4 separate regions of the Mus musculus genome follow, and all the other regions are linked to region 1. Evidence: chromatin contacts called from public Hi-C and HiChIP or PLAC-seq data. All regions are on one chromosome and are shown on one strand. Each heading gives the region's core, a stretch centred on a gene start, on an enhancer-like site or on the middle of the called end of the contact. The rest is flanking DNA. Distances are from core to core; before and after follow the strand shown. Region 1 holds the start of Nhlrc2 (NHL repeat containing 2). Region 2 has its middle 13 kb from the start of Gm32575. Region 3 holds the start of Adrb1 (adrenergic receptor, beta 1). Region 4 has its middle 29 kb from the start of Gm32718.

The links. Hi-C and Micro-C count contacts between places; a contact is called where the count stands out from the background. HiChIP or PLAC-seq counts read pairs in DNA pulled down with a chosen protein or histone mark.
Region 2: a Hi-C map of CD8 T cells shows a contact between it and region 1, with 2.8 times the contacts expected there. The contact joins the enhancer-like site here to the promoter of Nhlrc2 in region 1. A contact is called at or near these places in 1 of 39 promoter capture datasets (liver), 2 of 484 Hi-C or Micro-C datasets (CD8 T cells and nephron progenitors), 11 of 115 datasets of contacts at active chromatin or transcription factors (bone marrow-derived macrophages, double positive thymocytes, effector CD8 T cells and 7 more) and 3 of 9 other capture datasets (adipose tissue, liver and pancreatic islet).
Region 3: a contact with region 1 is called in an H3K4me3 HiChIP or PLAC-seq map of embryonic stem cells, with 29 read pairs. The contact joins the promoter of Adrb1 here to the promoter of Nhlrc2 in region 1. A contact is called at or near these places in 8 of 39 promoter capture datasets (cranial neural crest, embryonic stem cells, frontonasal cranial neural crest and 4 more), 6 of 484 Hi-C or Micro-C datasets (the HL-1 cell line, cerebral cortex, embryonic stem cells and 1 more), 27 of 115 datasets of contacts at active chromatin or transcription factors (SST interneurons, bone marrow-derived dendritic cells, bone marrow-derived macrophages and 17 more) and 4 of 9 other capture datasets (adipose tissue, liver, macrophages and 1 more).
Region 4: a contact with region 1 is called in a BATF HiChIP or PLAC-seq map of CD8 T cells, with 10 read pairs. The contact joins the enhancer-like site here to the promoter of Nhlrc2 in region 1. A contact is called at or near these places in 23 of 39 promoter capture datasets (the 3T3-L1 cell line, 3T3-L1-derived adipocytes, the C10 cell line and 14 more), 3 of 15 datasets of contacts at CTCF or cohesin (CD8 T cells, the NIH/3T3 cell line and pro-B cells), 11 of 484 Hi-C or Micro-C datasets (CD8 T cells, adipose-derived mesenchymal stem cells, bone marrow-derived macrophages and 7 more), 49 of 115 datasets of contacts at active chromatin or transcription factors (the 230-238 cell line, CD8 T cells, DN3 thymocytes and 31 more) and 4 of 9 other capture datasets (adipose tissue, liver, macrophages and 1 more).

What each region holds. Positions count from the first base shown.
Region 1 is chr19:56,543,695-56,550,257 of GRCm38.p6, forward strand. It overlaps Nhlrc2 (NHL repeat containing 2), which reads left to right and starts at 4,567. Exons shown (of 11, transcript NM_025811.3): 1 at 4,567-5,166. The coding sequence starts at 4,989. Dclre1a (DNA cross-link repair 1A) reads right to left here and starts at 4,428. Exons shown (of 10, transcript NM_001360437.1): 1 at 4,280-4,428; 2 at 2,943-4,009; 3 at 321-1,952. The coding sequence starts at 3,456.
Region 2 is chr19:56,686,805-56,693,190 of GRCm38.p6, forward strand. No RefSeq gene overlaps it. Among named protein-coding and RNA genes, the nearest start is that of Gm32575, 13 kb to the right of the region's middle. Within about 2 kb of position 2,082, at least 23 of the 459 cell types and tissues checked have an H3K27ac peak or open chromatin away from gene starts, as enhancers often do. A contact at or near this core is called in CD8 T cells, double positive thymocytes and pancreatic cancer cells, where this site is marked.
Region 3 is chr19:56,718,241-56,724,803 of GRCm38.p6, forward strand. It overlaps Adrb1 (adrenergic receptor, beta 1), which reads left to right and starts at 3,877. Exons shown (of 1, transcript NM_007419.3): 1 at 3,877-6,563. The coding sequence starts at 4,132. The coding sequence ends at 5,532.
Region 4 is chr19:56,768,469-56,774,747 of GRCm38.p6, forward strand. No RefSeq gene overlaps it. Among named protein-coding and RNA genes, the nearest start is that of Gm32718, 29 kb to the left of the region's middle. Within about 2 kb of position 3,858, at least 26 of the 459 cell types and tissues checked have an H3K27ac peak or open chromatin away from gene starts, as enhancers often do. A contact at or near this core is called in the 230-238 cell line, CD8 T cells, DN3 thymocytes and 3 more, where this site is marked.

The DNA of each region.
Region 1 (6,563 bases), core at 3,317-5,816:
GCTTTCCTTACATTTACACTGCCGTCTCACCGTCTTTAAGGTTACACGGAATCTCCACAGTTCACATGCCTTCCTATAATCCAGAATAGCTACCTAATCATTATAGTAGCATAGGAAATGGTTAATACAAATTTGCTCATAACGGAGAAAAACCCAAGCCCTAGCCCTGTTAAAAGAGTCATAAAATATCATAAAAAGCGAAAAAAATAATATACCCCACACAAATTATTTCAGACTTATCAATGACAAAAAAAAAAAACCTGTGACGTTAGGCACTGCTGTGTCTTCCTTGATAAGCTGAAGTTGGTATTCCAACTTACCGGGGATTCTCTTATAGAACGGACATGTTCTTCTCACTTCCCCTGCACCAGAGGACTCTGAAATGTTCATGTTCCCTCTCTGCGTCCTGCCACGAGTCCGTCTCACGAAGGCTTTGCCTTTGCTGAGGATGACTGGTCCCAACTCTGGGTTGTTCATGAGGTGACCTGACCTTCTCTGGCATGGTCCTTCCCGTGGTGAATTTGACGTTTTATGTCTCTTTCTTCGATGTTGCCGCTTCTCTCCAGACAGTCCCACAGAGTGCTGACTCTCATTTAAATTCTTTGCATCAAACTCTAAGTCACTCAGAGAGCTCTGGGCTTTCCTCTTGCACAACCGGGGCCTCTTTTGGTTGGGACTCACAACTGGACTGACATTGGGCCCTTCTGATGCGCTTTCCCTCAGTGACGTCTCTTGTCTTTTGGGTGGTAGTCCAAAAAACACGCCTATATCCATTTGCTTCATTACTTTCTTAGACGGTTGGCTCGGGCTGCACTTGGGACTGGAAGGCGATGTGCCCAAGGGCTTGTCAAGAGGCATGCTAGAGCGCTTCTGTGCATTCCTGCAGGCACAGTTAGCCCCTGGAGCACCCAAGCCCTTGCGCGGTGATCCTCTGGTCTGACTTTGGGTTGGATGCAAAGGCAGACACTTGCCTCCCTCCTTTTCAAGTGGCTTTGACCTGGCTCTTGTAAGTAACGGCAGAGAAGTCTGATTGCCAACAGCTGATGTTTCAATTTTCTGTTGCTGATGACTTGATGCAAGTGAGAGGAATTTTTCTGGCTCGTCGAGCTTGGCCTTACTGGTCTGATAATTAGAAGCAGCACCTCCCACTGCCAAGGCAGGTGAAAGCAAGTGGAAGGCCGCATCTGTGTGTGGTAGGTCTTCTTGGGAAAGCCTGTTCGAGGTGTAGAAGAGAAGCAGAAAAGAGTCACTTAGTGTACTGCCTTCACTCGGTGCACTACACCTAGCCTGGGCAACCAGGCTCTTCGCTGTGGGCCGGATCCCCTCTGCTTCCTTTGGGGAGGGACCATGAAGGTTTTCAAATATGGCAGAGCCATCTTCTTCTAGGCTGCTGTCTTTAGAGCTTTGGGTAAAAAATAGTTCCTGCTGTGAATCATCCAGCTCTTGGTCTATGTCGTAAGTCTCTTCATCACTGTGCAGCGGAGAATAAGAGATCTCACAGCTGTCAGTGTCATTTTCTGGCAATGGCAAACCCATACTCCCTGACTTGCTTTGGCTGTTTAATGCAACCTCAGCAAGAGGCGATCCACCTCCCACCAGCTGGTCTCTCTTGACGAACTCTGCACACTGTGGAACTGGCGATGTTTGAGAACATGGGGAAGAGACATTCTTCCTGTTGATTTCAGCTGAAGGCTGAGATGTTTCTAGATACTGCATCATCAACAAAGAGTGATCTGAGACTTTTCTTAAGTTCTCAGTTTTCAGAGTCATAGAGCGTCTTTCCTCAAGGTTACAAGGAGAACCTGGCGCTGCTGCAGCAAACAGCCCAGCCAATGCATCCGAGGGGCTGCCCAGAGGCTCCTTGCTATCTCGACTTTGAGCGAGCAGGATGTGAGTGTATTTCTTATAATGGGAAGGAATTGTGGAAGTACATAGCAAACCCTCGGGACATTCTGAAAATAGTTAAAAAGGAAAAAAATGACCACTTTATACAATAAACCTTGACATAACTAACACCATAAAGTAACCACTAGGACAAAACCATGGCTCACCATTTTGTTGTTGTTGTTTTGAGACAGGAATTTTATACATAGCCCTGGCTATCCTGGAACTCTCTATGTAAACCAGGCTGTCCTTGAACACCTCCCAAGTGCTGGGATAAAAGATGTGGCCCACCAAGCCTAGCCCTCCGTGGGTTACCTCTAAGAACTATGGCAATATCTACGGCTAGCTGCGTTAACAGCTGTTTCCAAGATCAACATTAAAACACCAAAAAATTAATCCAGCGTAATTTTACAAGGTTCTATTTATTACATTTAAACCAAATACTTCTAGATTGCTTTCCAGATCCTCTTTCTACAGGGAAATTTGAGATAACTTAAAAACAAATAGTCATAACTCATTCCCCACATAGTCCAAGGGGAATTTTCTATGTGTTAAACATGACATTTATCTTAAAATATAATAAAAGCATGGCATCACTTCTGTTACTGGCACATTTCTGTGAGGCTGAGTCATCTCAGACTACCTTCTAGTTCCTCTTCTGGTATATTAACATGCATGATGAATACAACATATCCATATTTAGAAACCAAATGTATTTATAATTTTTTTTTATCTAATTCTAAAGTAGGATAACAAATAGGCCTGGTTTATTCAGCTTGTAGGAACACTCATCTATAAAGTGTTAATACCACTTAACTTATATAGTCCTTATAAGAGTTAAGTAGGAGAAAGCAGAGTGAAAGAAAGGTTCAGCGACATTTGTGGAAACTGAGAAGTTGAGATGATGGCTCAGTCGACAAAGTGCCTGCTGTGTCCACAAGGACCCGGGTTCCTATTACAAACCTGTACGTAAACAAGTCAGTCATGGTTGCAAGCGCCTATAGTCCCTGGGGGGACTGAGGGGACACTGGCAGGAGCCTTGATGGGTCTTTCCTTACCTGTGTCAGAGATAGGTGGAGAATCCAAACACTCAAACACATGCCACTGGGGCGTCTGACCCAGCAATGAGGAGAAGGGCATCTGGCAGCTTGGGCAGTATCCATCATAAACAGGGCGCACCTTCGGGGTCACTTGCTTCCCTCTGCGAGTTCTATGTTGCTTTTTCGGTGTTGTCTCTTTGTTTTGAGACTGCTGACTCTCATCTCTACAGCTCGAACTCTGACTGGAACCTGCAGAAATCTGACTGTCTGTTTCTGCAAGGCACACTTTGTGGTCCTTCGTCTTGCCTGGATTTTCTGAAGTCCTTTTTTCATTTCCTTTTGACTGGTGTTTTCCATCTGTTGATTTTTCAACAGATTCTGAAATATTTTCAGAACAATTATTTGGATGTACGGGTTTGGGCTTTCTTTTAGATTTATATTCCCAGATTTCTTCTTCCCAAAACGTGTCTTCTAACATGGCCAAATGATTTTTGTGAGTACAGCACCAGTCTTTGGTGAATTCAGAGTCCATTTCTTGTAACAAGTTTTTAATAGGAAAAAAAAAGTAGCCAAAAGCCAACTAACTTGGTTGGAACTGAAAGCTTTGGTGATATTGGCACACAACCCACTTAGTACCTGTGAACACCTGCTGTTCCATTTTATACCATAATAAAATTAAGAGAACTCACTACAGGGTAACATCTATACGGTTTTCTTTACATTGTGACACTATTTCATTCAGGTTTTTTTTTAACTTCTCAGAACTTGATTTATAAAAATAAGAATCAAGAATGTCTTGAATGTCAAGCACTGACGGTAAGTACCAGGCTCAATGACTTTAACTGAAAACAGTCTCCATATAATGGTTAGAAAGCTATTCTGGCTCTCGTTCATGTGGACAAGTGTCCATTTACAAGTCCAGTCACAGTCCCTAGTCTACTTAGTGTGAGACTAGTCCATAGACTAGACCATAATCAAAGAGGTGTTGGTTACAACCGACAGCTGCCCTTATTCGTGACTCATGGGTCCAACCAGTTTCAGCTTCCTGGGTCAGTCCATTTCTTCCTCCATCCTAGGATCAAACCCTGCACAGTGAACAAAGTTCAAACATGTGAGACTGTACTCCACACCATAGGGGCTGTCTGCCCTGAAATCAATCAGCCACTTCTGCAGACCTCCAGAGAGGTCAGGTACCAGAAAATTCCTACAGGCTCCCGCTCTTTGCCTTTGGATCTGGGGTGGGGGGAAGATCAATGAAGGAGCCCTACATTATTCCCAGGTTAAATAATGCCAACATCCCAATGAGCCCTTGTGCAGCTCGCCCCGTTCCTCCCGGTAGTCCCTCGTGGGCACACCTGGCCTGGCAGCAGGGGGACCCCGCTGCAGCTGCCTCCTCTCTGCGCCAGCTCGCGGGACATTCCATTCGCGCCCGCACTTTCAGCACACCCAGAGTCACAGGACACTTTTGTTGTTGTCAACACAAAACCACCGGCCTCACTGCCTACATTAAAAAAAAAAAAAAAAAAAAAAAAAAAAAAAAAAAGAGTCTCCTCCGAGGGTTGCTTTACCTTCTTTACCTTTCGAGTCTTTCTTGGCGGGAACGCTGTCCCACTGTCACTGCCGTGCCGAATCGGCTGATCTCAGTTTAAGAGTGGGACACACAAATGGGCAGGCTTTTCTTAAGTCGGCTCTTTTAAACGTGTACATGGTTATTTGAATTTTATTTGTCTTGGAATTCCCTGCCGGGCTTCAAAGGCAATGGGTTCCCAGCTCCTCTGGAGCGCGACCCTAGCAGCCTTCCCCGTGTCGAATCTGGCGCTCTGAACGTCCAGGCTTCGCGGCGGCCCGGAACCTGGAAGGGGCGGGGTGGGCAACTCTGGAGTTTAATTACGCGCCAGGGAAGCACGGCCCTTTGGACTTTGGCGTCCGGAGGAAGGCTTATTGGAGGCGGAAGCGTGTGTGGCGCAGGGCCGGGCTGGCCAGGCCCCGCTCTGAGTCAAGAGGGCGGCGCACGCTGGTCCGACCCGCGCCCTCGGCCCCGGAGCCCTCGGGAGCTCGCGCAACATGGCGGCTCCCGGAGCGCGCGGCGCGAGCCTCTCGGGCCTGCTGCCCGCGCAGACCTCGCTCGAGTACGCCCTGCTGGACGCCGTCACCCAGCAAGAGAAGGATGAGTTGGTCTACCAGTATCTGCAGAAGGTGGACGGCTGGGAGCAGGACCTAGCGGTGCCCGAGTTTCCGGAAGGTGAGGGGCTGGCGTCGGGGTGGGGGCCGCTCCCGGGTCCTCCCCTTCCTCGGTGGCTCCCTCCCGCCAGCAGATCGGTGCCCTGCGGTCCTCCCACAGCCCCCGAGGTGCTCCAGGGGAGCAGCGACACACGGAGGGGGTTCTGCTGGGCGGGGACCAGTGTTTGCATCTCTGTCTGGAATCCTGCGTGACCTGACGTCAGTAGCCTCAAGGCTCCATGGGTGTATATTGATCACTTTTTAATGTGCCACAGACGGTTTGAAGCACTTGAGAGCTCCTACTTACCTGGTACAACCCACCGAGACCCTCTTACTAGTCTTGTTTTACAGTTAAGGAAACTGAGGCACAGGGAAGGCTAGGAAACCTGCCCGTCTAATAACCACTAGAGTTGGACTACATTCTACAGGCATAGCATCTGATGGTTTTCTAGTCCAACCGCGTTTCCACGTTCAAAGTGGTGAACCTATTGATCTTTAAAATCTGGAATCAATTTTAGCTTAGTACTCAGGTTTGAATCCTAGTAGTGGGAACTGTTGGGACATAGGGAAACGATACTCCCGGTAGTACAGTTTAAACAAAACGCTCCCTTACCTTCTTTGGTTGGGAGTGTCATTGTTTAGCCTGCCGTGTTGGCATGTGTCCTGGCGTGTGACACTGAAACCACATGCATAGTTAATTTGTTACCTGTGGTAGGGTTCAGGTATCTTCCGGAAGGATCTATCTGTTCCTCCTTCATCCCACAACAGTCTTGGATATTTCGGACCCTTTTGCACTCGCCTTGAGAGGGGCTTACCGTTCCCCTCGTTATACTGGATTTGAAATACCGTGGAATTGCAAAAGAATTGGCTGCATGGAGGTCGGTCCCATCAGAGAAACTTAAAAATGACAAACACGTATATGCAGTGTATACATATCTTCTGAAAACTTTGTAATAAAGCACGTGGTAAATACACTATTATAAGCCAGTAGGCCATCAGTTAGAATTTTGAGAAATGTTTCATTTGTATTTATAGTAAGTTTACTATATTACCATGATATTTGACCACTGTGACTGAAATCATACTCATAAGAAAATAATCAGGCTTTGTCTTTGACATAGCCTGATGTTCTGCCGCAGCCAGTTATTAACAGAAAGTTAAAAACAGACAAAGCAGGTTTTGAGATAAAACTTGATTGTTCAATCTTGATTGTCGTTTACTGATCTTAGAAGATACTCATTCTTTAGAGGGGTCGCCTGCAGTCTAATGGGTAATCCAGGGTGACCTGAAACTGAATCCCTGTCCCTTCCTCTGTCAGCTTTTTGATTGTGAGCACATTACTTGATTTCTCCAGGTCTTGATTTTCTTTTTCCACTTGTAAAGAAAGTGGAACCGATATTTACTTTTTTAGGGTAAGGA
Region 2 (6,386 bases), core at 832-3,331, 140 kb after region 1:
CAAAGGAGACTGGCTTTGTTCTTCATCCCGACAGGAAAGACACACATAAATGAAATGCTATGTGCCTCTCTCTCTCTCTCTCCCTCTCTCTCTCTCTCTCTCTCTCTCTCTCTCTCTGTGTGTGTGTGTGTGTGTTCATGTGTGATGTGTGCATACGTGTAAGAAGTGTACTAAACCATGAGTGCATGTCTAGAAGCCACACCTGTCTTCCTCAATCGCTCTCCACCTTATTTTTTGAAACAGGGTTTCTCATTGAACTGTTTTGGCTAAACTGGTTGGACTCCCAACACCTGGCTCCAGCCAACGCTGAGGCTACAGACAGACTGCTGATGCAGCTCTTATGTGGTCGTTGGGGGTTCAGAACGCAGGCCTTCCTGTCTGTGCAACAGGGACTGCACCCACAGAGCCATCTCCTCATTTCCTGGTGTGTTCTTTGAAGGTACCACCAACCAGGAGAATGAATCCCAGTCTCAAAGTTCAACTCAGGACCTCCCAAAGGCCAGTGCAGCCATGAAAGCAGTTGGTACTGGGCCCCCTGCATCCTCTCTTGTGCAGCAGGGCAGCGGGTATCAGCCAGTGCTAGGAGGGCAGAGCAGAAGCCTACGGAAGAGGCTGGTGGGGGAAGGTGTGTGCAGATGGCACAGAGGGGCTGTCAAAGGAGCACCAGGATGGGGGAGGGGGGAGGGGCCATCTGCTCTTCTATGGGGGTGGGGGGCTCTCCTCACTCTTGCCGTCCGTAGGGGCTTACTGAGATTTTGAAATGAGGAAGGAGATGGGCTGAAATCTTACAGTGCCCTTTCAAGGCATGTTCCCTGCCTCCTGAAGGCTCCGCCTCACAGAAGCACCAAGTCCTTAGCACACAGGCCCTTATAGGCCATGTAAGATCCAAAGACAGCAGCCCCTCTCCAGGGACTCCTTTTACCTAGTTCCAATGACACCTGCCTTCTTGTCCTTCTGCTCTGAGCTCGCCTCTTCCAAATCTCCTATAAGACCCTCTTCCTCATTCCAGGGCTTGGTGTTGGCCTCTCTTCCCTCTCTCCTTCCCTCTCGTTCCCACAGCTTTGGGCAGGCCTCTTGGAAATGCCACCCCACCCCAGCTCAAGCCACGCCCTCCAGCCATGCGCAGATGCTCCACTCTCTTCACTCCAAAAGCATCCCATTTCGCGCAGCCCAAAATGAACGTGTGACCCTCCCCGCTGTACACTTGATATTCTCTGATTTTCTCCAGGCTTAGGCGCTGCCATCCACCTCAGGCCTAACCAGAAATCGAGGGAGCAATGACTGACTCTCTCCTGACACAAGGCACTTTATAAACTACAGATAGAGGTTTCCTACGTGCGCGGAGGACCCTCTTCCTGGTTACCGACTCCAGCCTCTCAGGGTTCCTGTACAGAAGGGCAAAGAGCACATTCGTGAGAACTTTACCCTCGTGATCTTGTCATCCCTGCCTGCACCCTCCATAAAAGAGTGTTCTACCCACTAAGGGAACGTCAGCGTCTCTCCGTCCTCTTGATCTTTTCTTTTACACTGCTACCTATTTAGATGAAAGCTTCTAACGTGGATTAAACGTTGCTTTGATTAGAAATTTCTAAATCAGGTTTTCAATCACTGTGGCAGTGGCAGAGGAGTCTTGACCTTATGTTTGATTCTTGCCAACCACGGCTGTACCTGGGTTCTCTGGTATGGTCCAAGCTTGACCTTGAAGAAAGGACAGCGGAAGCCTGCTGTTGGTTTAATGTCCTGTCAGAGCTGTGACTGACAATAGCCGTAAGTGTGTCTAAACAGCCTTAATATTCAGCAATGTCAGGTGGGACTCAAGGGTGCTTTGTGTTCTCAGGACTGATCCTGATAATAATCCAGCAGGCCTTTTTGGGGGTCATTTTTATTCTGAGGTCTCGTTCCAGATAGAAATGGTCTCATTAGCCAAGAAAGTGACTGTTTCCAAATACCTCAGCCTTTCCACCTAGAAATGGTGGATTTTTGAAAGAATGCCAAAGAACCAACTGTTAGCCTTGTTAAGACAGTAAACACAATGGCATCTCCCGAAACCACTGCAAGCGTATACTTTACCTCATGCTTGTGGATTTTAGTAGTGTTAGTTTGTTGTTACACAATCCCACATTGATCCAGGCTGTGCAAAAGACATCAGTCGGGTTTAGTGTTCTAAATAGTCCAAAAGAACATATGCTTGGGCCCAGGGATAGGTATCCAGCTACGGCACACAAGCGTGGCGAGCCCCTCAGAATCTTAATCACTGTGCTTATCAAGAAAATGGCCACATTGCTTGTTAAGGGCTCGATGACTTCATCTTCCGTTTGCAGCAACGCCTGTGTTGTTAACTCCAGGAAGTGTGTCACTGGCTTTTGTTTTTCTTGAGGCTTCAGTATTCCATACAATAGCAGAGATGGGAACATATTTTATTGGGAAAAAGAGTAAACCTTTTCTGCAGAGCTTAAACCAAGATAGGAGCAAAATAACTTCCCAAAATAACTGTCCTGTGATGGTGAACAGGCGCGGCATTTCCAGGTCAGGGGTCACTTGTGTTTTTGAGTGAACTATAAATCGGGAACTCTAACACATGAGATGGCAGGTGCCTCCACTGGTCAAATATGGAAGGAGGGTCTGCCCAGTGCTGACTACACAGCAGCACTCAAGACAGGCCCTGGTGGTGCAGTAAAAACAGGCATCAGGCAGAGAGACCCTCAGGTTGTAGTAGAAAACAAACAAACAAAAAAAAGCAGGCCGTGCTTGTACACCTCTAATCAGTGATATACAAACAAACAACGTCCCAACCTGAGGTCTCGAGAGAAGCATCGGCTGGAGGCTGGTATTCTGAGAGGATCTTGGTGCCCAGGTCAACCTCAGATCCAGGCTGTGGTCGTGAGCCAAGGACCAAAGGTCCTGGACACCTAGCACACTGTCCCAGCTGTGTTGTGTTAGCCTTAACTCTGCATCACCGCTAACTCCCCCTCACTTTCTTTGCTGAAAAGTGAATGGCTCAATTTCTTGAGTATGAGAACAGCAACTCCAATGGGAAAGGGGCCTAAATGTGATGTGCAAGTTTACCCAGGCTTTCTGTGTGCTGGAATAACCTTTCTGACTTCCTCCCCAGCTGCAGACTTCTACCCAATTACAACAAATTAACAGTTATCCAAATTTACACCCAATTTTCTCACTCATTAAAAGTCACTTACTATTTTATTACATTTATATTTATTATATTTTATTATATTTATTATTCCCTGTGTCATCCTGACTCTTTATCCCAATGAAATATATTGGCATGTTGCTATTGTATGGGATATTTAATCCATAATATAAATTTCCCTAGAACTATGAAACCTAACAGCTGTCTAATAGTCTATTATAGAGATGTACTAGCTGTATTCCTCCTTCGGCATTTACATTAATTTCATTTTAATAGCTCAGCTCTGAGAAATGTCTGTGTACAATGCGGGTAGGATGTCACACCACAAGAAAGGCTGTGGTGTCCTGTGCTGAGTGGTGGGGTTTCTGCAGAGGGCACTCGGAAAAACGAAGGGCACATCCAGAGGGTAAGTGTAAAACCAGCCTGCCTGCCTTCCTACCTGCCTGCCTGCCTGCCTGCCTTCCTACCTGCCTGCCTCCCTTCCTGCCTGCCCTTCTTTCCTTCCTTCTTTCCTTCCTTCTTTCCTCCCTTCCTCCCTCCCTCCCTCCCTCCCTCCCTCCCTCCCTCCCTCCCTCCCTCCCCTCCCTCCCTCCCTCCCTCCCTCCCTCCCTCCCTCCCTCCCTCCCTCCCCCCTCCCCCTCCCTTCCTTCCTTCCTCCCTCCCTCCCTCACTTCCTTCATCCTCTCTGGACAATCAGCCTTGGAAAACAGTGGCTGCTATGCAAGTCACTCAGCACCCAGCCTTCTTCTCATGGACCACTGATGTTGCCTACATGTGCAGCTCGGATCTTCCTAGGAGGCCTGGCAGATGCTCGGTGTCCAAGACTACAGCAAAATGACAGCAGGAGGGGAGCTTGCTGAGCACACATCCCTTATTTAGTGGTACACATAAAATTATCCAGTCTCCTTCTAAGTGTGCCACTTGCTGACAAGAAATGCATTCACTATATGTCACTGTTCCCTGCCCCTGGAGATGTCTTGTTAGCCTAAATGAAAACTCTGGCTTTCCTGATGGTCTAGTGGTTAGGGTGTGCAGCTCTCTAATTAAAATTGTGTTCCTTAAATGCTAATTCCATCTCCCCCTTTCCTCAGCCTTGATAGTCCCCATCTTTCTTTCTGTCCTACGAAGCTGCCTTATCCTAGCACCTCAAGAGAGGACTCATAATCTGTCCCTCTGTGTCTGGCTGCTTTCACTTGAGTCTTAAGGATGAATGGTTTCGGCATGTGCTAGAATGCCCACCCTATGAAGGTTGACCAGTAGGTCAGTGTATGGATCTCCCGCAGTCTACTTTCACCTCCAGCAGGGAAATAACTGGTAGTAGAATCCTGCCTGGTCGCAATTCTTGTCAACTCAGCACAAATCTAGCCATATCTGGGAAGAGGGGACCTCAGCTGAGGGCCTGCCCCCATCAAAGTGGCCTGTAGACATGTCTGTGGGGCATTTTCTTAAGTGCTAATTGATGAGGGAGGAAACCCCACTATGAGCAGCCCAACCCCCACAGGTGGGTCTGGTAGGAAAGGCAGCTGAGCAAGCCAGAGGAAGCCAGCCAGGCAGAAAGCAGCATGCCCCATAGTCTCTGCTTCAGTTCCTGCCTTGGTTCCCTCAGTGAAAAACTAACCTGTAAGGCACTCGAGGCCTTTTCTCTCTCGAGGGGCTTCAGGTCTTGGTGTTTCTCACAGGAATGGGAAAACATCTGCACCATGTATCGTATGAGAATTCTGGGTCTAGTTTTGAAGAAATTGTCACACTTCCACACAATGGCTCCCATTGCTTATTTCCTCCCTCCTTCCCTCCCTCCCTCCTTTCTCCCTTCTTTCCTCCTCCCTTTCTCTTTTCCTTCCTTCCTTCCTTCCTTCCTCCCTGCCCCCTCCTTCCCTACCTCCCTCCCTCCTTCCCTCCTCTCCCCTTCCTCCTCTTCCTTCCTTCCTTCCTTCCTTCCTTCCTTCCTTCCTTCCTTCCTTCCTTTCTTCCTTCCTCCCTGCCCCCTCCTTCCCTACCTCCCTCCATCCTTCCCTCCTCTCCCCTTCCTCCTCTTCCTTCCTTCCTTCCTTCCTTCCTTCCTTCCTTCCTTCCTTCCTTCCTTCCTTCCAGGGATCCAGTTCCTATCCCCTTTGAGAGAACATTATCACACCAGCCATCACCATGGCTATGAAGATGTACCTCCCTGTGATCTTCCATGGCTATGAAGGTGTATGTACCTCCCTGTGGTCCTCCATGGCTATGAAGGTGTACCCCCCTGTGGTCCTGGTTTGTATTTCCCTGTGACAGACTGAGACGGGGTAGGACATCATTTGCTGTGCTTCCTGGCTACAAGCATGCTTTCTCTGGAAAGACATTTTTGAAACGAATGCAAGAGGACCCGATTTTGCTTGGAATAGGCAGAAGCTTCTCGCCAGAGTGCTTTCCACAAAGGTCATTTCGTAGAAGCAAGTACTGATTCCCCACCACCCCAAATCGCAAGAAGGGGGGACTTATTTGGAGGCAAAGGGGTTTCCCCCTGGGATCTTGACACAGGAAGCTCTGTAGGTCTTCAGGGACCTAGAAAGGCATCCAGTCACTACCCTGCCTCTGTTCCTCTCTCAGGGGCAGTGTGGTCCTGTCTCCGTCCCTCAGTGCACGTCTGCTCTTGCTCAGAAGGTCCTGACCTCTGCTCTCCACCCTACCCTGAGCTGCTCGCTTCCCATGACACAAGCCCCAGTCTCGTTGTCACGTGACCTTAGGGCCCCAGGGGCTCCCACTAGACCCAGGCTGCTCTGTCTCCTCACTCAGAATTTGTCCTCAGAGGTCAGGAGCATGCCCCAACCTAATCAGCTGTAAACAGAGGGCCAATCACTGAAGGCACACACTGGCAAATGGACCCAGCCTTTAGTGAGAGCTCATGGGCAGGCTCAAGGAAGGGCAGCGGACTCAGGAAATAATGGTAGCACTTTGCGTGTGGAGGGAAACAACCTCCCCCAGCACACAGCAGGTCATTTCACACACTTCCTCGAAGTGGAAACTTAATTGTTCTTTGGAGACTCGACTGCATGGTGTTTTGCTGGGGCAAACACGTGAAGGAACGATTCGTTAGAGTGGACACAGGTGAAAGGCTAAGGCAGACTGGAAAGAAACGTTTCGCTGAAGCAGACACAGGAGAGAGGATGTTCTGTTAAAGCAAACAAGTGAGTGGACAGGTGATGAAGGATCCTTTGCTATGGACACACATGTATTCGTCCACCTTACATTGCTACATTTGTTG
Region 3 (6,563 bases), core at 2,627-5,126, 170 kb after region 1:
CTCTGATTAGGAGATCTTTTGATTAGTGATAGCTTGATTACAAGTAGCTGGAGGTTATTACCGGCCGCCAGGACAGTTTTGCTAGTGGAGTTTGATGCGTTTCCTAGGGTTTCTCTGGCCTGTCTCCCAGCAGTTGTCCGTCTGCTCACCTTCATTTTTAAGACTGGAAATGTCAGGTTCATGGCGTGTAACCATGAGTGGGCTGAATTGACTATTAATCACTGTACTATAGATATGTGACTTGATCTGGGACTTGATATGAGATTCTCAGCGATCTTCCCGGGGTGGGAAAGGTGGTGGGGGTGGGGAAGGCATAAGTAGTGTTATAATGTTTCCAGTGAGTGGAAATTAGCTGACTGTGGCAGTTCATGAAACCTCAGCACCTAGGAGTCCAAGACAGGAAGACTGCTGTGGGCTTGAGGCCAGCCTAGATCATAGGACAGAATGGGCTACACAATGAGACGCTGCTCATAAACGGGGTGTTTTGAGGTGCTTATATGGAAATATTGACTGGTCCGTGTGAGCTATAAGCATGAGTGGAGACTCCCAAGTTCTGAAATAGTCAACCATTCCTCACTTGTGCAAAAAAGATATTTTAATTAAATATGACATTTATGAATTCAAGTTAAATATTAACTAATGTCAAGTAATTATTAATGAACATGGAAGCTGCAAAAACGGTAAGATAGTTCCTGCTCTCCATAAACATATGACCTAGAAAAGGCAAAAATCACACAGAGATGAAAATGATTTAAGAGACGTCAAAAGGCAATCTATCATAGCCACAGTTACCATAGGTTAGTGGGAAATTATTTCCAGAAGCAACAGGCAGGGAAAGGAAGACGGAAGGAGGAAGGAGAAGCAAGACAAGAATATATCCCAGCTTTGGGAAGAGATTAGATCCGAAACCAGGCCGGAGTTTCCTACGATAGAGGCGTACAGAACTCTATGCAGTGAGCCGGTAAAGGCTGTCATCCCTGGATGGAGCTGGGCCTTTGCCTGTTAGGTAACTGCTGTACAGCTGAACTACACATTCAGCTCTCTGTGAGAGTGAAGGGGATAAGGAGAGGTAGTCACAGAGTGCACACCGAATACTGTCTCCCATAGGATGCAGGGAGCCAGATGGGAAAAGAGGCAGCGGGGGAGGGACTCGTGATTCTCAGGTGTGCCAATTAACACTGGGAAGGATTCCTACTGATGCACTTTGAGTGGCAGATAGAAAATGACCATATTGAACAGTTGGTCTGACGGAGTGTTAAGTGGTGGCTTTGCTGTGACGGGATGGATACATAGTTGCTATGAGATCTGACAGGAGTTAGAAGAGCGGGTTGTTACTACTCCTCAAGAGGCCCCTTGTGCTTTCTGCTCTGCACAGAGAGGCAAGTGTCTGGACTTGAACCTCTCAACCTTCAAAATTCTGAGCCAAAATAAAGCCCTTCTTACATTACCCAGGTTCAGGTATCCGGTCATAGCAACAGAAAACAGACTAAGTCAGTGGCTATGTTGAACTTCCTCTTAATCTCATATCCTTTTCTAAGAAGCAGAGAGAGAGAGAGAGAGAGAGATGGAGAGAGAGAGAGAGAGAGAGAGAGAGAGAGAGACCTCCATGCTAGCTGAGGCTACACTATTTTAAGTACGCCTGTCAGTACAGTTGAGGAAAGTCCCTAAGAGCATCTGGGATCCTCTCTATGAAGCCCTGCTAGAAAAGCCTCCTGGTTTTTGAATGCTTACTTGAATGTATTTATTCCACAGAAATGCAGAGAAACTTGATGTAACACCAAGTCATCAAGGGGAAAGGTCACAAAATCCAGAATGGTGGTCCTGCCGCCTGGTGTGTTCATACATATAAATAGCACAAGGTTACCAGCCTCGGCTCCTGACTCCAATCTCTACAGCTCAGTTCTGGCCTTATCATCCCAAGAAACCCCATGCCCTGGGGACACGAGGTCGATACACTGCACCCCAATAGCACCACTTAGCAGAAAGCCTCTTTCCACATTTCCCCACACCCCAGCACTCAGAGGCCCTTTCTTGGTCAGCTCACTTCAAAACATGGGCGTTTTTCAGATTGTCCCTTGAGTCCTTTCAGCCATCCCCTAAAAGCCACAGGAAGGAGAGACCCTGGCTTGAAGAGGCTGGGGTGACTATGGGTGCCAACTCCTTCTGCCCTCGGTGTAGTTCCTGTTCCCTGATTCTCAAAACTCCCCAACTTGGCAGAACTTGGTAAGTCCAGGGCAGGGGTGAATAAACAGATCACTCCCCCGTGGTAACACTCTCAGTGGTCAAGCCTGATCCTAGGGCACATCCACGGGTTTGACTTTATGAAGAGTACGGCTGTGGATGGACAGCTGTGAGCCTGTGTCTTTTGGCAAGGTGAGAGTACCAGCTTGGCCACATGTTGATGTTCCTCCCAGATGCTAATCTTTTTATTCCAATGCAAGAAGGACTCGGGAGCATTACATAACATTATATAACACTACCGTGCACCCTTCCCTTCTGAGACAATTGGGAACTGTTCGCTTCTCAAGAACTTAATTACAGATTTCCTTTTTACGGCCTGAGGTAGAGGCATTCCCAGGGGTAGATCAGAGGACCTCAGCCCGAGGTCCCATCCTCTGTTCGCATCAGGAATGAAGCCAAAGACTCTAGTTTCGGATTCTCTCGACAATGTGAAGCGAGGAAATGTGGTATGACTTTAAATGCTTTCAGATTTAATCGCCTTGAGTATGTATATATTTTCTTCCCTCATCTTCCCAAAGCTAATCCCACAGTTTTGAGAATCTAGCCACCCTCCCAAGAAATCTGAAATCCCAGTTCATGACGTCAACCCAAAAGGGATAGCACCTTGTGTTGGCTCAGCTCAGATTGCAAAATCCCATGGGTAACGGAGCACAGATGCGGATGTTAAGGTGTTGGTACTGGAGTCAAAAAGTCTGAAGCGTCATTCTCCGTGTTCTTTCCACGAGGGGCGTGGGGGTGGGGCGACGTCATTTACCCTGGACTGAATGTTGCCCTAAACTTCTCCTTTATATTCAGAACTCTTTCATCCTTTTCTTTAGCTGGGACTGGGGCCTGTGTGTGTATCCGACTGGTCCTCGGTGTTGGCAGTTACATCCACAAACCTTCCCTTCCTTTCCCCATCTACTGCACTTGAAGGAGAGAGCACAGCTCCGCGCGAGAACAGCGCCCAGAGAGCCTTTCTGACAGATGCGTACCCTGCTCCAGCAACCCGCCTGGCTGCAAAGTTTCCTCTAATCACTAACACCCACTTCCTATTCCCCCAAGCTGTCATGCTGGCCAGGTCCCCTCGCGATCAGGGAAGAGCCAGGCTGCCTGATGGCAGAACCCCAGTCTCACAGCTAAATTCCTCCAATCCCAGCAGATAGGCTGTCCAAGGCACTCCTGCGTCTCCGAGACGCCTGTAAGGTTCTCTTATAGCTACCAGGAACCGGGCACTAGAGGCGAGGGAACTACGGGGTGCCGAAGGGAAATAAGGGCGCTCTTGCGGGAGCGGCAAAAGGAGAGCTGGGTGCTAAGGTTAACGGAGACTACTGGTTGGCGGGGGGCACAGGAGGCGGCGGGGCGCCGCAGGGGGCGCCGCAGACTAGACTCTGGAAGAAGCCTGAGCAGGAAAGGGCGCGCTCGCTGCAGCCCGTGGGTGCTGGCTGCGTAGTCCGCCCGCAATCTTTGGAGCCTTTCAATCGCGGGTAGGAGGGGGTGCTGGGTGTTGGGGGTGGGGGCACCATTGTCGGGGGCGTGCCTTGGCGGCGATTGGCTGCGGGAGCCTGACGCGCGGCCCCGGGGGCTGGCTGGGGGGGTGGCAGCGAAGGGGGGGGGGGAGGTGCTGGGTGTTGGAGCCGCCGGCCCCGCGCGCTCAGAAACATGCTGAGGTCCCGGCGGCTCTTCCAGCAGCGACAGCGGCTCCAGCAGCAGCGGCGGCGGCGGCGGCGGAGACAGCGCTCGGCTACGGAGGAGAAGGCGCCCGGCGTCCATGCCTCCGGCCCCGAGCCGCGGCTGCCCTGACCTGGCCGCGACCTCCCCGCGCGGGCCCCGCAGCCCCGGCTCCTGGGGTGCTCCCCAGGCGCGGCCCAGCCCCGCCACACCCCCCGCCCCCGGCCTCCGCAGCTCGGCATGGGCGCGGGGGCGCTCGCCCTGGGCGCCTCCGAACCCTGCAACCTGTCGTCCGCCGCGCCGCTGCCCGACGGTGCGGCCACCGCGGCGCGGCTGCTGGTGCTCGCGTCGCCTCCCGCCTCGCTGCTGCCTCCAGCCAGCGAGGGCTCAGCGCCGCTGTCGCAGCAGTGGACCGCGGGTATGGGCCTACTGCTGGCGCTCATCGTTCTGCTCATCGTGGTGGGTAACGTGCTGGTGATCGTGGCCATCGCCAAGACCCCGCGGCTGCAGACGCTCACCAACCTCTTCATCATGTCCCTGGCCAGCGCTGATCTGGTCATGGGATTGCTGGTGGTGCCTTTCGGGGCCACCATCGTGGTGTGGGGCCGCTGGGAGTACGGCTCCTTCTTCTGCGAGCTCTGGACTTCGGTAGATGTGCTGTGTGTGACGGCCAGCATTGAGACCCTGTGTGTCATCGCCCTGGACCGCTACCTCGCCATCACGTCGCCCTTTCGCTACCAGAGTTTGCTGACGCGCGCGCGAGCGCGGGCCCTCGTGTGCACAGTGTGGGCCATCTCGGCGTTGGTGTCCTTCCTGCCCATCCTCATGCACTGGTGGCGGGCCGAGAGCGACGAAGCGCGCCGCTGCTACAACGACCCCAAGTGCTGCGATTTCGTCACCAACAGGGCCTACGCCATCGCCTCGTCCGTCGTCTCCTTCTACGTGCCCCTGTGCATCATGGCCTTCGTGTACCTGCGGGTGTTCCGCGAGGCCCAAAAACAGGTAAAGAAGATCGACAGCTGCGAGCGCCGCTTCCTCGGCGGCCCAGCCCGGCCGCCCTCGCCTGAGCCCTCGCCGTCACCTGGGCCACCGCGCCCCGCAGACTCGCTGGCCAACGGGCGCTCCAGCAAGCGGCGGCCGTCGCGCCTCGTGGCTCTGCGCGAGCAGAAGGCGCTCAAGACACTGGGCATCATCATGGGTGTGTTCACGCTCTGCTGGCTGCCCTTCTTCCTGGCCAACGTGGTGAAGGCTTTCCACCGCGACCTGGTGCCGGATCGCCTCTTCGTCTTCTTCAACTGGCTGGGCTACGCCAACTCGGCCTTCAACCCCATCATCTACTGCCGCAGCCCCGACTTCCGCAAGGCTTTCCAGCGCCTGCTCTGCTGCGCGCGCCGGGCCGCCTGCAGACGCCGCGCAGCCCACGGGGACCGGCCGCGCGCCTCCGGCTGCCTGGCGAGAGCTGGGCCGCCGCCGTCCCCCGGAGCTCCCTCGGACGACGACGACGACGACGCCGGGACCACCCCACCGGCGCGCCTGCTGGAGCCCTGGACCGGCTGCAACGGCGGGACAACCACTGTGGACAGCGATTCGAGCCTGGACGAGCCGGGGCGCCAGGGCTTCTCCTCGGAGTCCAAGGTGTAGAGAGCCAGGCTCTCTGGGCGCACGGACGCCGCTCCCCATAGTCCCGGGCTGGACACGGGCTCTGCATCCCTAGAGGAAGAGAGCCCGCCTGGGCGCCCCTGAGCCGCTCCCCAGGGGAGAGAGGAGATCTCTGTTTACTCAAGACCGAAAGCAGGTGAATGCAAAGCCCACAGATCTATCGAATCATCCGAGACGTACAGAAAAGCCCCGGACCGAGCGTTTGCGCAAAAAGGAAAGTTTAGGAGGAGTTGGGAGAGTGTGGCTTAGTATGGCTTACTGGCTTGTCTTGAGTTCCTTTCTCTCTGAGGTTCGGCCTTTCGTGTGTTTAATGCACCTTCAGGCATTCCCCCCCCCCCCCGCCCCTAGGTGGGTTTTGACACTTTCTGCAAGGACCCGAGTGGAAACTAGGCGGGGAGGGGAGGGGGCAGGATGGAGTCTATCACCTGGCTTTCCGGTTCCACACCTAGGAACCTAAGTATTCAGCTCAGGTTTGGTGTGGGGGCGGGGCCGGTGATAATTAGCCAGGAAGTGTTTCCCTTTGCTTTCTAAAGAAATTGCATACTAATTCCGGAGTACTGGTGTCTCCTGTTCTTAAAGCAAAGGGAAAAGAAGGATGCGAAACAGACAAATCTGGTTTCGAGAAACTATGTGTGGAGCACGGTTCACCTTGCTTTCTCCTAGAGGGCAAACCTTGTGCCCTGCGCGCCTCGGTGGTCCTGCTGTGGGTCCTCTACCTCACTCTGTGCATATTGCACAGCAAGATAGAAAGACTTGTTTATATTAAACAGCTTATTTATGTATCAATACTAGTTGGAAGGACCAGGCGCTGAGTCTCTCTCTGTGACATGTGACTCTGTCAACTAAAGATAGGACAGAACAAAAAGGAAACAGTTGAGATTATTGCACATGTGGCTAAAAACAAAGACGGCAAAAAAAAAAAAAAAAGGCAGTGGTTGGAAGGCCATTTTGCACAGTGTTAGGCATTGTAAAATTCATAGAAGTTGTTAACTTGCACAAAAAAAATTAAATAT
Region 4 (6,279 bases), core at 2,608-5,107, 220 kb after region 1:
TAGGAAACTGGACTTCAGTTTTGACAGCAGCGCTTGAATAAACATCAGCAAACTTTGTTTCTCCAGATCTGTTGCTAAATCCACTGTGTCTCCACAAATTAGCAGCTCAATAAACAGCTTCGGCCATGTCCCGCCATCTACCTGTCCTTTCACATGCTCTAAATGCTGCATGGGGTGTTAGGAGTTCAACCAGAGAAGTACCTGCTTTGTGGAGTATTTAGCCCAGAAATCCATGATGTGGGAACATCAGCAGCAAGGGGTGGGGTGGGGTGGGGGGAGAAAAGCAGTGCTGGGAAACCTCAGGTGACCAAGGCCAGAGTAGCTTCGCATGTAGGTGTCATGACCTCCAAGGAGGACATGTGATGCTGTTTGTCATATCTCCCTGATGCAGCCAAGGGTGTGGGAAGGGTCTTGCTTTTGAAATGGAGTGATTTCCCCCTTGTACTTGGATAGAAAAGGAATCTGTCTCTCTTTGGTGTATCCCCAACCATGGTTGCTCAGATAAACGATCCTATTTCTCTTTGGTAAATCCCCAACCACGGATGCTCATCGTACCCTGGGTGAATGATCACCAGCCCCTCCTGAATCTGCACTCACACCCCCCGAATTAGAAAAATAAATGGTAGGATGGTTTCTCCATTGTGCGTGGGAGTGCTAACTTCTCAAATCTGTACCAAGATTTTATAAACAGTATACTCCGTGGTCTCACCCTATATATAGGAGGAGCAGGGCGCTGTGTGAGTAGAGGGATGGAAAGGCTGCTTACGTTTGTCTCACCAGCTCACACGCCCACACCCAACTGTCACCCATCCTGAAATTCCTACCATTAGAGTTACCACTTCTGCTCTCGCACAGGACTGCAGGAAAACCTTTACCCAGGTACCGGGCCATTGATTTGCTTCCTCACCCTCAACCTCAAGTCGCATCAGGTTTTTTTTTTTTCTATTGCAAATTTAAAAGGATCAGAGTGCTTATACAGACTAGAAAATGAAAATAATTCTTTACCCTAGAGAAACCCTTAACAGTGGAGGAGGGCACACATGATGATGTTGCGTGGGTTGCCTGAGCCGTCCGTCCGGTGAGAAGGCATTATTCTCCCCTAGATACTATGTGACCCCCTCTAATTGTGAGAAAAATCTTGAAAATCCCAAGGTAGGGGACATTCTACAAGATCATTGTAGATCAGGCAAAATTAGTCATTAAAAAAAAAAAAGGAGGAAGGCTAAGTTAATGGCATTGTTCAGAGCAGACATGGCAACTAGGGGCAAGATGGTATCTAGAGTGGACCCTGGACTGGAGAGAATTAGTGGAGAATCAGGTGACATCCAGAGTTATTCTACAATAGTACGATGTTCTAAGGAAGGAAGTTGGGATAAATGGAGTCTGAGATTGGAACAGGTACCAACCACAGAGATTGGGTGAAGGGTCAACAGAAACTAAGTCCACTGTCCCAGCAGCTTCACTCCCAAGTATATTAGGCAGGGTTCTCTAGAAGAGCAGAAGCAATAGATAAGGGTGGAGTGTCCAGCAATGGCTGCCTGCACACTGGAGAGGCTGAGAACCCAGTGGATACTCAGCCCACAAAGCTGGCTGCCTCAGAAGTTCTTATCTAGTGGCCAGGGGCATTTCTTGGAGAGCTGCTGGCCTTTGGTCCATGCTGAAGGCTGAAGAACTGGAGCGGGAGGCCAGTGGAGGATGGCAGCTGCGGCGGCGGTGTTGGCAATAGATGTTCCTGCTTGGGAGGAAGTAGAGGCAGGCAGGGGACAAGACCTCTCCCTCAGTCCACTCATCAGAAAGTGGTCAGTCTCCTGCCTGAGTTCTCTCTATAAACATCCTCACAATCTCCTAAGTGGTTCTAAATTCCTTTAGGTTGGCAAATAAGAACAAGCATTATATCAAGGATTTGGGGGGTTAGTGGGGTGGGGGTGGAGTCTGGGGGGAAATCAGTTTTTCTCTTTTAAGTGACACCTCCACTCAGGCTATGGAGGAAACCCTGGGAGGGAGCCATGCCCTAAGCAATTTTTTCAGTTTGGTGGTGATGCTCAGCTGGGTCATCTCCCATCACCATGTGCTTGGGCATGCACCACTCCTCCTCCTCCTCCTCCTCCTCCTCCTCTCCCTCCTCTCCCTCCTCCTCTTCCTCTTCCTCCTCCTCCCCCTCCTCTACACCCCAATCCTGTGGGTGCTGTGTTTCCCTCAGACGTGACCTCTGCTTCCTCCCTGAGCCCAGGCTGTTTCTAGTGCTGCTGAGGAGAGAATGGGAGCTTGCTCCCCCTTGCATGCTAGACTGGGTCTCAGTGGTACTTGTCTTGGCCATCAGGGCCCTAAGCGCCAGTAGTCTTTTCTTTTCTGGTCTCCAGGCAACCAGACCTCGAAGAGGATGTGCCTCTGTTCAGTGAAATGCCTTCTGGCTGAAACAGGTCTTCCCCATTTCAGTCCTCAGGGCCTTCCAACCAGCCAGCCTCAGGCCTCCACCACCTTCTCTCTCAGTCAACCCACAAGGTATCAACCATACAGTTAGGAGGTAGCAACTAAAATAATTCTACGAGTTGGGTCACCACAGCACGAGGAACTGGATTAAATGGTTACAGCATTAGGAAGGGTGAGAACCACTGGAGTAAATAAGAGAAGGCCAGGCTGTCAGGACACAGAACCTAGTACCTCACCTATGAGAAGTAGAGAATAGCTCTTCCTTCCCTATGAACAGTGCAGTGGAAGGGCCGGGGAAGCAGAGTAGTCCTCAAGCTGGCCGTCTGTCTGTCACACTCCATGTCTGTCTTAGTTAGGGTTTTACTGCCGTGAACAGACACCTTGACCAAGGACAACATTTAACTGGGACTGGCTTACAGGTTCAGAGGTTCAGCCCATTATCAAGGCGGGAACATGGCAGCATCCAGACAGGCATGGTGCAGGAGGAGCTGAGGGTTTTACTTCTTCATCTAGAGGCTGCTAACAGAACACTGGCTTCCAGGAAGCTGAGAGTCTTAAAGCCCATGCCTACAGTGACACACCTACACCCAACAAGGCCACACCTACTCCAACAAGCCCACATCTTACCTGTATGCATATGACTTCTGTAATGCCTATGTGAGAGTTTTCTTTCTCAGTGTAAGTGTAAGCTACACCGTCCTCTTGAGGCTTAGCATCTGTCCCTCCCTCAGAGACACGCATGAGGTTGTTCTACCAGGCCAAGAATCTGAGTTGCCTTTGAAGCCCATGGCAGAACTGAGCATAAATACACGCAGCCCAGGGGTTTCTGTCTCTGTATGGTCTGTCTGGGATTCCTGCTTAAACACTAATCAAGATGAAGCCTGGATACCACTGTCAACAGAACAGGTTCAGCCCAGGCAAAAGCAACAGGCATCAGGATGGGAGCTAAACCTCAAGGTGAAGAGAGCCTGGTTAAAATTTGGGGTCACGCTGACAGGCAGGAGGCCACCACAAGCACGTTACCCAGTGGGAAGGAAGGCCTCAGAGTGTGTTGCAGTGACACTACCAAAGATAAAGGCAGTGGGTGTCCAAGAACACCTGTAACTGGCTGGAATTTGCTACTGACGTTTTGCCCTGCGCTTCAACCTTCAAGGATTTTGGGAGTCGTGTGGTACTACTACATTCCCATCTCTTCCTCAGAGGGTCAGATTTGACTCTTGTTTGCTGTTAAGAACCCCACGTAACATAAACATATAACTTTGACCCTGATTTATGTAAATGAATCACATGCAAATGATTCCCTTGTGCCTGGAAACTCCATATTGAATAATTGAGAGGGGAGGGAACCGGGCTGGGGCTGCTGTTCAGTGACAGAGCAAAGTGTGGCTTTGTTCCCTCCTGTATCGCTACTAAGTAACATCCGACATCATGTCTGAGACCTAAAAACCACTAGTGAGCCCAAGAGGGCTTGTGAGTTAATTATAACATTGTTCGCTAAGTTTGGCTTGCGGTTTTCCTCTTATAATCAAATGTCAGGCTTGGGGGAGGGAAGCTTAGTCGTGTGTTGCCACGGATGTTTTTAACCAAGAGTCTAAGGCTGTTTGATATTTTTGGCTTCATAATTCCCATTTCCAGTTCTGATTTGGGAATACAGCAAGACTGAAGTCCAAGTGAAAACGACGTCCTCCCCTGCAAAACAGCCTGGAGTTTCAAGGCAAGAAGTTAAGTTTGGTGGCCAAGGTCCCTAGTATCTGAGAGGACTCAGTGGTAGAGCACCAGCCTAGCATGCAGAAGGCCTGGGTTGTAGTTCCAACCCTTGACCAAAGGGGAAAACTCTGTAATCAAAACTACTAATGCTTCTCTCGCTATCAAAAAGCAAGTGTTAATAGCCTTAAAGTCTTTTAGATATTGTAAAATCTTCTAAGTGTTTCATTATTATAGTGTTACTGAGAAATAACACTAGTCCTTGTATCTGTCCCTCCTCGACAACTACACACATACTCTGTGTCAGATGATGCAAACGGAAGAGGGGCTGCTGCACTCCATAGGGGTCTGGGTGGGAAGAGACACCATTGCATTTCAAGTGTAAACTCTTAGGGCTTCTGTGCGCAAACATCACTGGCTCTTGGTTTTCATAGAATCCAGAATGATCTCGCTGGGTCAGCTATCCCGTAATAGACACGGAAGAGTAGAGAACCTGAATTCTGCCCCTGCCTTAGTTTTTAGACCATGCGGCCTCAGTCCCAGACCCAGGCTGACCTCCAAGTGTCCAGGTCCTGAACAGCCTTGGTGACTGAGGAAGGGTTAGGCAAAATCTGCTGAAGGAAGGCAAGACTGTGCTCAGTGAGGCTCCCAGGGAGTCACAGCAGCCAGAGAGATGTCTTCTACCCACCCAGATCCCTACGGACTGCAGCAGCCTTACTTCCGTTTGCATCGTCTGACACAGAGAATGTATGTAATTGGTGAGGAGGGACAGATACAAGGACTGGTGTTATTTCTCAAGGCTCAAAGTCCCAAGAAGACATGCCATTTTGTATCATCGAAAGTTTGTCTTTCCAAACAGAACTTGGTCTCCAGATGTTAGGTGTGCGGAGACTAAAACGTCCACAGACCCCAACCCACCCACCAGACGCGCTGTGGTGAGCTCTCTGTCCTACCTATAGAGTGACAGCCTGCTTTTATTTATAGCACTTGGAACCCTCCACGGTTCCTTTTCTTACTTGATCTCATTTGCATCTCAAGAAAAGAGAACGAGCTTGATTCCAATTTTACCAGTGAGGAAACTGAACCATGCCATGCCCTTCCCAAATCCCCAGGATATGAACCTATGTTTGAGATAGCGCCTTAAAAGAAGTAATTACATTAAAATGGGGTCACTGGGGTGAGCTCTAATCCAATCTGACTGGTGTCTTTATAAAGAGAGATTAGAGTACAAATGCAAACACCCAGGCAAGATCACGTGAACACAGAGCAAGGGAGTCCCGCAAAGACAAGAGGGAGGCCTGCCACAGAAGCAGCCAACCTCTCCCCACACTTTTGTCCAGAAGTTTTGGCTTTCAATATGGAGGGGGGGGGTCTCTATTTTAAGCCACCTGATCCTTGGTATTTTATTATGGTTGCTACTGCAGACTAATACAGGCTCCCAGGTTCTCAAACTTTCCTGAGGTCTCACACTTAGCAAGAGCCAGAGTGAACTTCATTTCTCAAGCCCTACACTTTGTAAAGCCTTTATGGAATAAAATGTTTTGCATATGGGAATTAATTCTGCCACATAGCTGGTGATGTACAGCGGTTCTCTCACTGACTGACTGCCATGTTGTTCGAATCCTATTTATAGCAAAATGTCTCCAGGCATGGGGGAGGATGTTCCAGAGTTCCTACCACAGAAAGCTAAGGTAAGCCTCTTTATCTGTCCTGGTTTGTCCAGGACCCAGTGTCTCAGCACCAGACAGAGAATGACAAGGATTCTTAGGAAACAAACAAAGAACCTGCCATCGTCATCGGAACCAAGGCCCGTGAGAACAGACCTCTGGCCAGCACACTGAGGCCCAGCACCCTCCCTAGGCAGCTGTTGATCTGTCGGCTGCCTCCTGGTGACTTCAGTCTGTGGTCTTTTGCTTTGCCTTGGGACATGGAACTGAAACTCGGGTGTGAGCAGGGTTTTACATGGGGAACCCGTTTCTCTCTTTCCTCCTTGCCTTGGGGTTGGAGGCTCACAGGCTCCAAACTGGGCTTAACCCCGGAAGGAATGTCCTCAAACCACAAGGAACAAGACTTCCTCTGTCACAGAAGTGGCCCCAGAATGGGTGGCTAAGGAGTCTCCTCTACATGGGCCCTGTCACTCCCTCT